Regions from separate parts of the Ovis aries genome. Here region 2 is linked to region 1. A link is a contact called in public Hi-C data. All regions are on one chromosome and are shown on one strand. The core of a region is the stretch at or near the end of the contact, and the rest is flanking DNA. Distances in the headings are between cores, read along the strand shown.

What was found. A called contact is a pair of places that touch in the nucleus more often than the background predicts.
Region 2: a Hi-C map of hypothalamus shows a contact between it and region 1, with 2.6 times the contacts expected there. The contact joins the promoter of SHTN1 here to the promoter of ENO4 in region 1. A contact is called at or near these places in 2 of 16 Hi-C or Micro-C datasets (hypothalamus and liver).

The regions. Positions count from the first base shown.
Region 1 is chr22:36,772,958-36,775,687 of ARS-UI_Ramb_v3.0, forward strand. ENO4 (enolase 4) reads left to right here and starts at 1,278. Exons shown (of 12, transcript XM_060404740.1): 1 at 1,278-1,454. The coding sequence starts at 1,290. It overlaps HSPA12A (heat shock protein family A (Hsp70) member 12A), which reads right to left and starts at 1,445. Exons shown (of 13, transcript XM_027960462.2): 1 at 1,289-1,445. The coding sequence starts at 1,291.
Region 2 is chr22:36,916,296-36,919,036 of ARS-UI_Ramb_v3.0, forward strand. It overlaps SHTN1 (shootin 1), which reads right to left and starts at 1,386. Exons shown (of 15, transcript XM_015103436.3): 1 at 1,202-1,386. The coding sequence starts at 1,259.

The sequences.
Region 1 (2,730 bases), core at 28-2,527:
CTCCTGCATTAGAGAACTGGAGAAAACACCCAGAGTTCAGAAGGAGATACACCTCTGGGTTCTTTAACAATATTTATAAAATCACTTTATTTTTATACAAATAACGACCTCTATTGCAAATAACTATCTTGTTTCAAAGTGTTTTCTCACTCACTTTCTCATTTTATTCTGACTTGTGAGTTAGAATAGTTAAGATTAGTTAGTAGTTAGTAGCAGAGTAGTTAAGATTGTTTTCCAGACGAGCAAAAGTGCAGGATGAATGTTTTGAATGGTCTGCTTAGGCCAGGTACAAGGACAGAGGGGAACAAGGACACCGGGTCCATCTCAGCCCTTATCTGCAACAGAAGAATCTAGAACAGAGGGCGCACACTAAGAAGCTGTATAAGTGCATGTGACACCTGGCAGGTGTAATGAAGCCAAGCAGGCAGTCTGGATTTAAAAGGGGCAGGACGCAGGCAGCCTTTGAAGAAGGTTCTGGAGAAGGAACGTGACCCAATGACAGTTCTCCATTCCTGCTTCTCCTCCTCAAGTCTTGCCTGTTAACACCTCCACCCTACGCCCGGTCCTTAAGGTACATCCCAAATTCGGGGGGGGGGGGCACTGTTCTTCCTTCTACGGTAAAATTTCACCTCACTAATCTCCCAGAGAAGGGCGAGTAGCCGGTTCTCTGCTGGACATCGCGGTATCCACAGCCAGCACACTGCTCGGCTCAGGGCAGGTAAACATCAGCCGAAGGAAGGAACTGCGGAGTCCTCTACAGCTTAGGGAAGGACACCCAGCGTTCTTACACCCTCCACAGGAGAGGGGGCCGGCACAGGCCGCCGCCCGGCCCGGAAGAGCTCCCTGATCGCGAGGAACGAGGGGGAAAGTGGGGAAGGCCTGATGGCCCGAGTCCCAGGGCCACCTGAGAACTGGCGCCACCCGGGGTTCGAGTCCCCAGCTGGAAGCGGAGGGGCTAACCCTCTCTCACGTCTCCGCAAAAAGCGCTTCGTGAGAGTGTTAACCGTTTTCCCATCTGAAAACCGTCAGGGAAACACGTCCTGGAAAACGACGCCAGGTCGGCGCTTGTCTCAAGAGTAAATAAGCCCAAAACCCGGGGGGGTCAAAACCTCAGGGATAGGGAAAGAGGAGGGCGCAAGAGCCATTCGCGTCTGCCGCAAGCGGGAAGAACCCAAGCCAGGAAGCCTCGCGAGATCTGAGGTCGGGATTCTCGCTGCGTTGCCTAGCGACAGGGAGGACGCTCGCGGGCCCCCAGGCTAACCCCCGCTTGTAGCCTTAAATCTCCTACCATGGGGGAAGAAGGCGGCGGCCGCAGCTGTGGGACCACTAGGGAGCTGCAGAAGCTGAAGCAGCAGGCGATGGAGTATTACCGCGAGAACGACGTTCCGCGCAGGCTGGAAGAGCTGCTCAACTCCACCTTCTACCTCCAGCCTGCCGACGTCTACGGGCACCTGGTAGGGACCTGGGACCAGAACCCTCTTCCCTCCAGCCTCTCTCCCCCCGCCCTGCGCTGCGGCAACGCGGGGCGCTTGCGCCGCAGAGTCGCGCACGCGCGCCGCCGCTGGGACCCGGCTGGGTTGACGCGGCGCCGGTACCCTGAAGGGAAGAAGCGGAGTGGAAACCTGGCTAAAGGAATCTCGAGGAAGAAAGTGGTGGACTGGAAACTGCTGGAGGAAGGAGGGCTCTGGGCGGATTTGTAGCTACGGCGCGACAGCTCAGGGGCTGGCAGGCATCCTCACTACCTCGGGGCGGACCTGTCCGGCTGCCAGTTTTCTCCTTTAATCACAGTCTTTTATACCTCATAGCTCAGTTTACCAACCTTCAGCGGCCTCCTTTTGACCACGGAGCGAACGCCGTTGGCTTTCGCTACAGCGTAGCCTTCAGCCCACCCTGGGGCCTCGTACCCAGCAGGCTCCCATCGCTTCCAAGTTTCGGTCGATTTCAAACCTCGGCTCCTTGAGTTGTGGGCCCCGCGTGCGCTCCGGGGATGCCGGTCTCACCTGACCAGCTCTCACCTAAACTTCAAATTCAGATCAAAGTCTTGCCCCCCTTCGCCCTGGACTGATCGTCCTGCAGCGGCCTTGTAGCATCCCCTATTTTGTGTTGAAACCCTCCTTAGGCAGCTTGTGAGCTCCTGTGGAGAGGGGTGGGGGCGGCGGGGCGGGGGTTCGTCTTTTCACATACCCCTTAGCTCCTCTGCTCAGCGCACCATCTGGTGCATATTTAGTTTTAAAGCCGTGGGCAGTTGAAACAAAGGCAGGCGTTTTCTCACTTCCAAACTCGTAAGTACTAACCAACACCCACCTTCTGAAAGGTATCAGGATTGGAACTGGTAGGGGTTCGCACTACAGTGAGGCAGAAAGACAACACCAAGCGGAGAATGTAAGTGCAGTGAAGAAGCAATGTGTCTACAGGGTTCAAAATCACATCTTGTCAGGGCAGTTAATATAGGGGATGTTCCACAAATATTTGTTTTTTTCGGTCTTGGCCAATACATCAAATGGGGGGGGGGTGTTATCGACGCACCTTGTGTTATGTGGTTACTGTGATATCACTTCATCCCTAGGACCACGGTGAAGTAAACCTTATGATTCCGTATTACAAATAAAGGAACCGTATCCCAGTGAATTTAGAATTGTTTCTCAAGGAACATTGTGAATGACAGAAATCAAACCAGGCCTGTGTCCCTAGTACCTAGCAGAGTGCATAGTGGACACTCACGATGAATAA
Region 2 (2,741 bases), core at 136-2,635, 140 kb after region 1:
GACCCCAAAGGGATCCATATACCCTACAAACAGCTTGTTTGTGATCTCAGGGAGCAACAGGTCTTAGTACTGGACAGATCTCATGACATCATCTGGTTTAGCTCCTGCCTGTAGTCAAGTAAGCCTTGATTAACCATAAGATCTATAAAAGAGAAGTGACTCTCCCAAGTTCACAGAGTTGGTGAGTTGAGTCAAGAGAAGTGAAAAAGCTGGGACTAAACACCAGGATTCACCACAGAGCCGGGCCCCTTCCACGACCTGGTCGTGTCAGCAAGTTATTCAGAAAAAAAAAGTATGTTCCCACACATTTTTACTTCCTAAATCTGTATGGTTTCTCTCTTTCTTGACCTGCATTCTCAGGGACCTCTGGTCGGGACATAATCATTTTAAGCTGAAAAGGTGTTCGGTTCACATGGATCTTAATTTGGCTTTGTTCAGACGTGTGGCGAAGCGATGAAAACGACTGACTAAAACTGTTACTTCTTAGGATATTAAAACAGTTCTGCATCTAGTTACCCGGCAGTGTAGAAACGCAGGTTACAAGGCCTGGCTTTTCTGCGAACCAGAGCCAAGTCCTAAATCAAGAAGCCCTACACCATCAGGGTGCGGCCTCACTGTCGAATCCACTGCTAGAAATGGGAAGCGATAAAGCACACCGTGGCCTGCAAATCCCAGCTGCGGAAGGAAAGAGGAACTAGGCCAAACCAGAATGAAAAGCTGGAGAAAGGCTGTCAAACCGCGCGGCAGGCCTCCCAGCGCCAATGTGCAAGGGTGGGGCCGCGGCCACGGAGACACGCCAGCGGAGCTGCCCACACTGCGCCCTCTCCTCGACAACCAGCCCCACTCGCCTCTCCCGCGTGGCACTGGGGGGACCGTGGGGCCGTGTCCGCGCCGAACCCCCGTCCCTTTCCCTAAACCCCCATCTCCAGCTAAAGCCACCAACGGGGAAGCGCTTCCCGCACGGCCCGGCGCGACCCTCCAGGCACAGGCACATTAACCCTCTGCCCCGGGGCTCAAGCGCGGGGGGCGCGGCGGACGCCTCTCCCCGGGGTGACGGAGCTACTAGGGGTGACGGTGACGGTGGCGGTGGCGGCCGCGACCCCTCCCGCCCAGCTTCCACCCGCTCCGCACCCGGCGCCCCAGAGCCATCCCCGCCCACGGGCCGCGACCGCCAGCACCTGGCAGCTACGCGCCCGCCTACCTTGCTCCTTCAGGCTGGAGATGAGCTGCAGCTGCTTCTCCTCTTCCGAGCTGTTCATTTTGGCAGGTGGGGCCGGGAATAAAAGGAAAGGAGGGAGAAGAGAGGGGGTGCAGCAGGGGTGTAGGGGGTCGGGGGGAAGAAAAAAGCAAGATGCCGCTGGCGGGCGGCTTCGCTACCCGGAAGTTGGATTTGCTCCCGCTCCTCCTCCTCCTCCTCCTCCTCCTGCAGGCGCGGGGCGCGCGGGTGAGATCATCCCAGCGCACCTACTCCGCGGCCTCAGCGGCTTTACCTGCCGGCCGGCGGAGAGGCGGGGAGGGGGGCGGAGACAGGCCGGCAGCCGCGGGGGCAGCGGGGAAGGGTGGGGACGCCGGAGGCACCCTCGGTGACCACGGGACCGTCTACCGTGCTAGCCCGCGGCGGCCGCCGACGCGCTCGGCTTCCTCCGCCGCCCAGGCCGGCGCCGCAGGATGCGCGGGCGGGAGGGCGTGCGCGGGCCCTGCGTTGAGGTGGCGCTGGCTGGTTCCTGCACACCCCCACCCCCCCGCCGTCTCCGCCTGCACCCCCCTTCTCCGCCACCACCCTCCTTTTGGACCCTCACCCCCACCCCCGGCCAGGCGCGTGTTCTGGAGGAAGCCTGCCCTGGGTCTGCGGCGTCTATGAGAAGCCCACTTTGAATGCTGTCAAAGGCCTCTCCCCACGAACTGCTGATAATGCAGAGAGCGAGACGTAATGAGCTAATAAACACCCAGATTCTTCCCCAGTTCTTGCATAGTGGACCCTGGGGGTGGGGGCTCCGTGTAGACAAACCTAGGTTTCCTCCCTCTTCCCCTGGGAGCAGGCTCTGTGTTGTACATTTGGCATTTTGCAAAGCGTACAGATATTGAAACAGACCAGACGGGTAAGGTACACAGTGAGCCAGGGAGGGCGTGGTAAATTAGTTAACTGCTCCTGGCTCCTGGGCTGGCTTCCCCCACCTGCACTCGGTTTTAGAAATGGTCAAAACTGAGCCCTGCAGCCCGCAGATTGCCAGGCCCTGCAAATCATGTGGTCTGTAGTGGAAAGATCTCTTCAGGTTAGAGGCCACTGCAGTCCGAATGCCTAAGGCCACACAGCTGCCTGACATCAGAGGCTGGTGACGTTTGACTACCTTCTCCTCTGTTTGAACCCAGCTCTGGGTTCGAGCCTGACCAAAAGAGGGGTGGTAGGCCTGCCAGATTTCAAAATGGCTCTCCCCTACCCCCAGCAGCCAGTCCTTAGTCAAGTTTCCTGATCTCTTTGAACTTCATCTGAAAAAAAAAAAGGAAATAATACGAATATCCACTCTCCCGGAAGAGTTGTTAAGTGTTCAACAAGGAGAGGAAGATACACAAAGCGCCACATCCATAATTTGACATACACTAGGTGTTCTTTTAAAAAAAAAAAAAAAAAAGTTTACAGCTCTGTGAACAAAGTGTTGTGGATGCTAAAATGGGCACAGGCACTTTTACAGTAATAATTAAGTATACAAAGTAAATCCAAACTCAATTAGGCTCACTACACA